3 separate regions of the Zea mays genome follow, and regions 1 and 2 are each linked to region 3. Evidence: chromatin contacts called from public Hi-C data. All regions are on one chromosome and are shown on one strand. Each heading gives the region's core, a stretch centred on a gene start, on an enhancer-like site or on the middle of the called end of the contact. The rest is flanking DNA. Distances are from core to core; before and after follow the strand shown. Region 1 holds the start of LOC100276967. Region 2 holds the start of LOC542391 (knotted 1). Region 3 holds the start of LOC100501429.

Evidence for each region. Hi-C and Micro-C count contacts between places; a contact is called where the count stands out from the background.
Region 1: a Hi-C map of tassel shows a contact between it and region 3, with 4 times the contacts expected there. The contact joins the promoter of LOC100276967 here to the promoter of LOC100501429 in region 3. A contact is called at or near these places in 2 of 25 Hi-C or Micro-C datasets (leaf and tassel).
Region 2: a contact with region 3 is called in a Hi-C map of tassel, with 3 times the contacts expected there. The contact joins the promoter of LOC542391 here to the promoter of LOC100501429 in region 3. A contact is called at or near these places in 16 of 25 Hi-C or Micro-C datasets (bundle sheath, ear, endosperm and 4 more) and 1 of 3 datasets of contacts at active chromatin or transcription factors (leaf).

The regions. Positions count from the first base shown.
Region 1 is chr1:277,813,198-277,816,287 of Zm-B73-REFERENCE-NAM-5.0, forward strand. LOC100276967 reads right to left here and starts at 1,703. Exons shown (of 3, transcript NM_001150652.2): 1 at 1,366-1,703; 2 at 1,188-1,234; 3 at 498-1,042. The coding sequence starts at 1,483. The coding sequence ends at 791.
Region 2 is chr1:277,847,717-277,850,669 of Zm-B73-REFERENCE-NAM-5.0, forward strand. LOC542391 (knotted 1) reads right to left here and starts at 1,342. Exons shown (of 5, transcript NM_001279733.2): 1 at 720-1,342; 2 at 378-500; 3 at 136-280. The coding sequence starts at 1,097.
Region 3 is chr1:278,067,794-278,070,854 of Zm-B73-REFERENCE-NAM-5.0, forward strand. It overlaps LOC100501429, which reads left to right and starts at 1,308. Exons shown (of 5, transcript XM_008667120.3): 1 at 1,308-1,596; 2 at 1,689-1,785; 3 at 1,980-2,068. The coding sequence starts at 1,450.

The DNA.
Region 1 (3,090 bases), core at 453-2,952, 250 kb before region 3:
AAATGCTTTCTACGGTAGTACAGGTTCTTCATCAAGAGAAAAAAAAAGGACAGGGCGAGCAATGATGCACGTACCTCCAAGCTCCAAAAGGTGTTTTGTTTGTCCTACTGTTTCAGACCCTTTTCTTTTCTCCTTCCAACAATTCTCCCCACCCTTGCTGTGGCAGCAAGGATACGGCAGGTGATGTAAAAAAACTCCTGGCTCACGGGGGGTTACTACTGCGAATTGGCAGCCTGTTGCTAGTACACGAGTTCAACTCGTCATGCACATCAGTAGTCAACTAACCTTGGACATTTCTGCATGGCCAGCAAAATATCCGTTCAATAATAAGAACTCGAACTCTCTCCACCACCATGTCGTGTAAACGGCAATACAAATTACTGTTTTGCACCGTATATTATTTATAAAGTGTATTTTAAAATAGTGAGTGAGACAGAGAGTAACATATTCGGTTGACCTGAAATACTGTAGAACCTATAGCCACACCCAGATTAATGTCAAAGCAAGCAGTCTAAGCAGCAGGTTTTTCAAGTGATTATCGATCACCAGACAAATTGCCGAAGCCTATGCCTAGCTGCCTACCACTACCAAAAATCCAAAAGCCTAGCTACAGAATAGAGACGAGAACGTTTGCCAAACAATCCTCCTGGCCATGGATCGATCGACCATTCACCAGCAACAGTTCCTCCAAAGAAAAGAAAAAACACGTAAGTACAGTACACCAATGGGCTCATCAGCAGCAGCAGCTGGAGACCTGACGAGGGGATCGCAATCGCAGCATCCGGATCGATCACGGGTCCAGTGCTCGCCGGTCCGCGCAGCGGCACCTCCAGTTGAGAGGCTTGTAGTCGGTGTAGCTCTCCTCGGCGCTGCCGAACAGCCCTCCGCGGCGCCGGGGCTCGCCCCCGCGGCTGTCGGCCCGCGGCGCCACCGGCACCTGCACCGCCTCGCACCGCCCGCACGGCGCGCACTTGCCGTCGCACCGCGGCGGCCTCGACCCGATCAGCGACTCCGCCGTCGCCGCCCCCTCGCCGTCGCCGATCTGCTGCACCCGGCATTTGCCCAACAGCACAAGCAATTGCAATTGGTTGGCGGGGTTGAGAGACAGAGACAGAGACAGAGACAGAGACAGAGACAGAGACAGAGAGAGAGAGAGATGGAGATGGACTCGAGATGACGGCACTGACCTTTGGTGGACGCGGATCCTTGAGCCGGTAATGCGGCGCTCTACTACCTGCAATAATCAAGAAGAAAGCGGCGCACTTGCGTAAACAACGTCTACGAATCGAAGGCATAGAGGTGAGGGGATAGGAGTGGGACTACTAGAGGTTTTTAGGCAGGCGAACGAAAGATGTTTTTTTTTACCGTCGGCAGAGCGCAGGCCGTGAGAGGAGGAGGAAGAAGAAGAGGGTAGCAGGAGAAGAAGAAGCAGCAGCAGCGGCAGGAGGAGGGTTGTGGTGGAGTGGTAGAGCTGGAGTTCCATGAGAGCTCGGCTCGGAGCTTCACTGAACGTCGCCTAGCTAGCTAGCCACTGTCTGAAATGAGGTCGGCAACAGTAGGTAGGGTGCCCGGTTTATATCGATCACAGAGGATGGACGGACAGCAGCGCCACCAACATGGTCACTGTTCACATGGGCAGGGGTTCCTTGTGCCTGTGGTTGTTCAGAATCAATACGAGTAGAGCACGTACTGTACGTACGTACTCCGCGACCACGAGAGAGAGAGTGTCGGTTCAGAGAAGAAAGCGAGGGAGAGAGATAGAGGGGGGGGCAGCCGGGCAGGAGGTGATGTACAGCAGTGTACAACCGTGGATCAGGTCATTGAATGCGCTGAGGCCATAAAGGCCCCCCCCGCCGGCCATTGCTTCGGCAGCAGCCAGCAGCGAGCTCAAAAGCTGAAGTTGAGAGAGAGAGAGTGAGAGAGAAGCCGGCCGGAGCGAAAGCTGAGGTGGTGGACTGGTGGTGCCGCAGACACGAGAGCTGGCATTGCGAAAACGACATGAGCCTTGCACGATCAGGGGAGGGGGGCAGTGGGCACGGATTGCTGTGGTCCTTCGACGGAGCAAGCGCCCGGCCGCCGCTCCATGAGAAAGGAAAAACAACTTTGCGATTCTCGGCACACGATGAGCTGAAGCACTGAAGCAGTGTGGTGGGTCTGAGGGAGGAAGCGAGGCAGGGGAAACCGGAGACGCAAGCGAGGGCGAGGCGGCTTTGCATCGCATCGCATCGCATTGCATGGAAGGAACGATCCTTGCTGCCAGTGCCAGCCAAACGAAGCGGGCCACGGGGGCGTGTCCTGTGCAGATTCTCTCCCCCACCCCTGCCGAAAGCGAGCGCAGAGAGAGGAGAGGTCCAAGGATTTCAATGGACAGCTGAATGGCGCTAGTAGTAGAGTAGGAGCAGAGTAGTAGTGTAGTGTAGTCCTTCACACCTGCCGGCTGCAAAAACATGTTTTTCACAAAGTTTTTTCTTTCTTTCGATACTTGTAAAAAGACATGTTTTTTCTTCTTCTTCGGTTTTACTACTACGCTTTTGGATCCTCCGTCCTAGTCCTAGCTAGCAATAATATCGTTGGGGGGGGGGGGGGGGGGGGGGGGGAAAGGAGGTTCTGGTCAAGCTGTGAAACCTGCTACATACACGGCACTAGAGCAGCAGCGTCATATGATATTTCACTCGACAGGAAGTCAATAGTCGTAATTCCCGCGATGCATGGGTTCTCTGCACGACAGACAGCCGATGGCATTCCAAAGCACTAGTCCTTTATTGAGGGCTCCTTTGAAATACCTGAATTTTATAGAAATGATATAAGAATTTTTAGAAATTAGTTTAAAAACATAGAAAAATGTAGGATTTAGATTTTTTTTATTTGTTCCAAAGAGGGCCTGAGTCGCAAAAAAACTAGAGTGTAGTATCCACCCAAAATATATTTGGTGCGAAAAGCTTGCCAAGCTAGTTCATGGACGACTTCATCGCATCTTGATCCATTCATTGGGTGTGTGTGTAGCACTCGTCCGAGATTGTCGCTGCCGCTGTCCAAACAAAACAATCTGATCGAAGAATAAACATGCTGCAGCCTAAATGTAATATGTTG
Region 2 (2,953 bases), core at 92-2,591, 220 kb before region 3:
GGACAGCAAGACGAAGGAGAGGACAGGAAGATTTTAACAAGAGGGAGGGCATGCATCGCTGCATGAGGCGACAACCGATCCAAGAAATCATCTAATATAAAATAAGAGGGGCATGGGCCGCAGCAACTTCAGTACCAGATGAAAGGATGTTGCGCAGCGACCTTCCGGAGATGGAAAGCGAGTTCAGCTGCGACTCCACCCTTCGCATGAACTCCATCGCCTCCTGCAGCGGCCTCGTCAGCTCCTCCCTGAACTTCACCAGCATCTCGTGGTACGCCTCCTACCATATATACACGCAAATTAAATCCGAGCCCGAGCTGAAAACGACTAATAATGGTGCGCTGCGCGCGCGTGAAATAAACCTAAAGATGCCTCACCATGAACTGGTCCAGCTCCGGCTCCGTCGCAGCGGCCAGGCCGCCGAGCGCCGTGCGCTGCCGCGCCTCCACCTCCTGCGCTATCTCCGTCAGCCTCGCCGACACCTCCGGTGGTGCCCCCACCTGCAAACACCCACGGCCGTTTGAGAAAGTTCCGAACACCAGATGCACATGTCTACATGAGCAGCATGCATAAACTATAGTATGCTATGTAAAAGCAAGCAGAAAGTATGTGCATGCGCCATGCTCTTGACATCAGATGTGGCCAAACTTCGCTAGCAGCAGTAGCTGAACCGGAAGCAGGAGAGCTATTGTTAGACTGCGGCTACTAGTCTTGCTTGCCTTGTTGCACTCGAGGTAGGCAGTGAGGAGCGAGTAGTAGTGTGGGTGCGAGATGATCTTGGCCTTGATGGCCTCGACGTCGCCTGCGTAGGGAGACGACGACGAGGGCTCCTTCGCCTTGACGCATGCGTCGAGGAGGCCGCCACCGTTGGCAAGCTGCAGCACCGGGTTGCCGCTACCGCCGCTGTTCCCAGTGGCCGCCACCGTGTTCAGGGTCAGCGGCAGGCCTGCGCTTGGCGGTTGCGGCGGCAGCGGCGCTACGACGGCGCTGAGGGAGGATGCCCACGGGTGGTGGTGGTGGTGATGATGGTGGTGCTGGCCGTGGCCATGGCCGTGGCTGCTTGCGCCAACTCCAAAGTGTTGGGTGATCTCCTCCATGGGAGTGGGCGGACCTCCAGTGAAGTAGTGGTGCAGCGATCGAGCTCTCCGCCCACTGTCCCCGTGAGCTCCTCCTGCGCAAGCGCAAAAGGGGCGCCTGGAGATGAGATGAAGTTCTTGGGGCGAGGGAAAGAGGAAAAGGGTTTGGGGAAGGAGAGGGAAAGGAGAAGGATGCCTCGGAGTATGCCTTCTCTCCCTATGCTATCATTAGAGAGAAGGGAGGGCGCGCGGCACAGTAGGGAAAAGGCTGGAGGCCAATGCAGCTGCCTTTGGAGAGAGACAGTGCACTAGTGTGGAGTGGTGTTTGTGGGGGCTTCTTTTTTTTAGGTCAAATCAAAAGGCTTGAGGTGGATTTGCGGCCAGTTTCTGTTTTCAACTCACTCTAAATATTATAAAAATTATCAGTTTATCTGAAATCAAACAAATTTAAGTTTTATTAAATCAAAAGATTTGAGCTAGCTTTGAACTTTGGAGAGAGCCATATAAGCATGCTATAGTTAGCACATACAAGTTATGTAGAAAGTGCTTAGTAGCCTGTCTTGGTCCTGAATGGACAATGGGCTCATGCGCTCACATCCTGGACATCTCAACTCATAAATGTATGTCAGTATAACTAAGTTAACATGATGCTTATGCCTTGCATGACATGTGATATGGATGAATAAATGTGTTGCACGTGGTATAAATTATATGTATTTAGGCTTGTTGAGCCCACTTTTGGGCAGGGGACGCTAGGCCGGATGATCCGCGGTGATGGCATGGATGGTCCGCTTGTGTGTAGAATCGGTTAGGATTTCGATTTTCTTGTGGGATTTGTTAGCTAAATCTACGAGATTAACTCGGTAAACGACATGTAACGGGTTCAGATCTCTCATTTATATATATAAAGGGCTACGGCCGATTGAACCCCCACATTCGATCAGATCAAATTTACTTATCGTTTTTACATTTTGTATTAGGAGTAGCTCTAGTTTAGCCTTCCTCTACCTTAAATCTTCGCATTTCTTCGGTTCTACATCGATTAGAAGCGTCTTGGGTGGCCTGCTGACACCAAGACACACCCTAGGATCTCTCCTCCCCGACGGGATCCCTCCCGAGAGGCAAGATCTAGGTCTGCTGTGAAAAATAAGACCCTCTGCGCCATCGTGAACCGTTCGGGCCCCAGGCGCGACCATCCAGACGTGCGCAGAGTAGAGATGACAATGGGGACTCGATCCCCAATTCCCCGCGGAAAATTCCCCTATTAGGGGATGGGTATGAGACTAATTTAGTCCCCGCGGGGATTTAAATGGAGAAAATTTAATCCCCGTAGTTCACGAGGACCGTCCACGTTCCCCATGTACCCGCCCCACGAAACATTTTTTTATCCAAGTTAGTCATTTTACTTGTTAAAATTATAGTAAAAACTCAGTGCATCACTACAAGAATCCAATTAATTCCCGCCGACTCAGAACCGACGGGAATAAGCACTAAACCGATAGGGATTACTAATTCTCGTCGGTATATGGTTAATTCCCGTCGACCCTAAGCCGACGGGCATCAGATGTTGGGGATATGCTTATTCTCGTCGGGCACTGACGGGAATTAGTAATTCCTGTCGGCTACGGCTGGCCGACGGGGATTACCAATTAATGCACATCGGCCGAGTAACTCCCGTCGGCTACCGCTGGCCGACGGGGATTACAAATTAATGCATGTCGGCCCTGTCTGGCCGACGGGAGTTACTGGGCCGACGTGCATTAATTGTTAATTCCCATCGGTTTGACCATAGCCGACGGGGATTAACCTATACTGCTGCAAAACCAGCACCAGATGAGGTCATTATTTCTCCACAATTGCACACATAACATATATAT
Region 3 (3,061 bases), core at 58-2,557:
CACTATAAGTCCCAAATTTTGCTTACAGATGAGTCGTTGGAGAGAGGAATTTAGAGCATCATAAGAAAAGACATGCTCTAGTCTCTGATTCTGTGCGTCTAAAAATCACCTTTTACATCTGTGCACTAAACCATTAATCAGGTATAGATCAAGTATAATTAAATTAAGCACTAGCCAAACTACCCTTATGCAATAATAAGCCATATGTATCAAGGAAGAAGGTAGTAAGACTAGGAAATCCTTAATGCATTTGAAATTTAGGACACATGCAACATGAATTATTAATGAATTTATTGTGTATAGGTACAAAGAAATCCCATCCTACACTGGTGAAATTATTGTGTATTGATCAAGCAATTAAAATTACATGAGAAAGAAAATACAGAAGATATGGAGGAAGACAATAATAATGAGCAATAATATTGTATCACTTTTTTATGAACTATGTAATTTTTATTTTTTATGTTTATTTTTTATCGAATTATGTATTTTTTCTTAATTATGTGATTAGATGATTTTTTCTAAATAAAATACCATGTTTCATTTTACATAACAATCTTTAAAATAAAAATTGAGATGACTTTAGGTTAACAATAAAGACTGTACATTTTAATAAATGAAGACCGACGATGATCGATAGTGTGGATGATAGTGACGTTTCAGATGGTAAAACAATAGCCAGGTGTATTGGATCCAGCCTAAGGCCTTGTTCGTTTCCGTCGGATTGCACCCGGAATCGTTCCAGCTAATCAAAATTTATATAAATTAGAGAAGCAATCCGGTCAGGAATCGTTCCGATCCACCAATCCGGCAGAAACGAACAAGGCCTAAGGGTTGTTCGGTTGCTCAGGAATGATGGCTTGGAACTATTCGTGACTGGATTGTTTACCTATTTTATATAAGATTTTATCCGGTGGAATAATTCTAGGTCCAATTCTGGACAACCGAACAGGCCCAAGCCGAGTTCATTTTTTTGGTCTGTCTTGGGTCAGATAGCGATAATATATGAACATATCGTATCACTCGTTACTTTATTTATTACATAGCTATTTTAATGGCGGGGCGGACGGTGAACTGGTGATATTGTTATATGGCTGTCATTTTTCCCCTACAAATCGTAGGTCAAGTGTCCAGAGATGAGAGATCAGTTACCTTCGCGATAGCTAAAGAAAGCAGAATGAATTTCTTCCTTTCGCAATGTATCCATGGCAACAAGTTTGGGCTAGATCTGAGACGAGACATTTGGTTTGGCCCGGTAAGTTAACTTTTCGGCCTAACTCAATCGACACCATTGTCCAAGCTAAAAGGCCCAACTTAATAGGCTGCCACTTGCCAGTAGAACCGTTTGCCTCTCGCCTGCATCCTAGTCCGGCGGCCGCACCCGGGCAGCTCCGGCGGTTCCCCGCCGCCGTCCTCCGTCTATCCCCGACTGCGCTAGAGCTCCGTCTCATGGGGGCGTCCGAATCTCTCCTATCTAGGCAGCAGCTTCAGCAGCCGCGGCCTCAGTGGGCGGATGAGATCACGACGGTGTCCGAGGGCCGGCGCGACGACGCCGACGCCGATCCCCTCGTCCGCCGTATCCGGTCTCTCACCATAGTAAGTCCTGAACTCTCGTCTCCTGATATCTCACTATAGTAAGGCCTGATATTAACGCTTCTGACTGGTGTTACGATGTTGAGGATTTGTAGGCTCCTCCGCTATTGAGCTCCCAATCTGAAGCGGAAGCAGAGAGCAGCCTCACGGATATCCTCGTCGGGAAGCCCTCTAACTCCTCAGCCACCTCTGGTGAGTGGCTGCCAGCCAGGACGCTATTTTGGTTAGTTTGTATGTTACTGTGCAGGCGAGATTTTACATAGTAGTGTTTGGGTATATAATTGACTAATTGGAAGCACGCTGTACTCGAAATAATTTGCATCAAGCATTGTTGCATTTCCATTATTGTTGTTGAAGCTTACAATGTCACGCTAATTTATTTGTAGGAAATCTGAACCCAAATGTCCTAGCTGAGCTTTTCGCCATGTACCGCGAATGGCAAGAAGAGAATGCCAAGAAAATTAGCCGAAAACAGGTAGGTGGGAATTGTTGTAAGAGTTCTCTCTTTCAGTTATTGCTTATTGAGGGGACTCAATCAGGATATGGCATTGTGGTTCGAGTCACTAGTTTAAGCCCTACAGTATGCTATCATATTGTTGTCAATATAAAGCACATCGCTTCATTTGTTTGCAGTTATTCTCTGTTGATATTTGACCTTGACAGCAAGGCGAATAATATAAATAAATCAGAGTCTCAGTTACCAAAGGCCTTTTGTTCTATGTGTTCTGTGCAACTGTGTTGCTTGTTATGTTTGTCATCATATAGACACGATACAAAATAAAAAGACAGACCCAGTACTGGAGCCTCTCATATAAGGCGTCTGGTGATAGGGTAAAGTGGTAAACTGAGGCAACCCTTCCCTCCACAAATGTGGAGAAGCTGCTTAGAAACCTGACCTGGTGACACAGTTCTCCCCGTTGCACTAGGCAGGCCTTCGTCACCATATAAACATGATCTTGTGAATTAATGTGAAACTGGTTTTTAGGCTGTTTCCAACCTGTGACCTGATGACTTAGTGAGACAGCGCTTACCATTGCGCTAGGCCTGCTCTTCACCACCATATAAACATGATCTTGTGAATTAATGTGAAACTGGTTTTTGTAGTAGTAAATATCAACTTGATGGGCAAAAAACAGTTGCTCTTTCAGTCTAGACATTGAATTCTGAGTTTACTTGCATGAATTCTCAAGGAGAAGATTTGATATTCACTTATATGAATAGTTGTCACTTTTTCTGAGTTTCCTTTTACTGCCTGTTTGGATCCCATGAATTGAAACAAATATCTAGAAAGTGCTTCTCATATTATTATTATTAGATTACTTTTGAATTCCTCTCAATTCCAGGGAACCAAACAGGGCATTAGTTTCATTGTTATAACCGATATTGGTCCTAGCATATTCATGTCATTGTTGAACTGCAGTGTTTATATTAGTTATGCAGCTCTGCATAAAGTATGAAGGAGAAATTA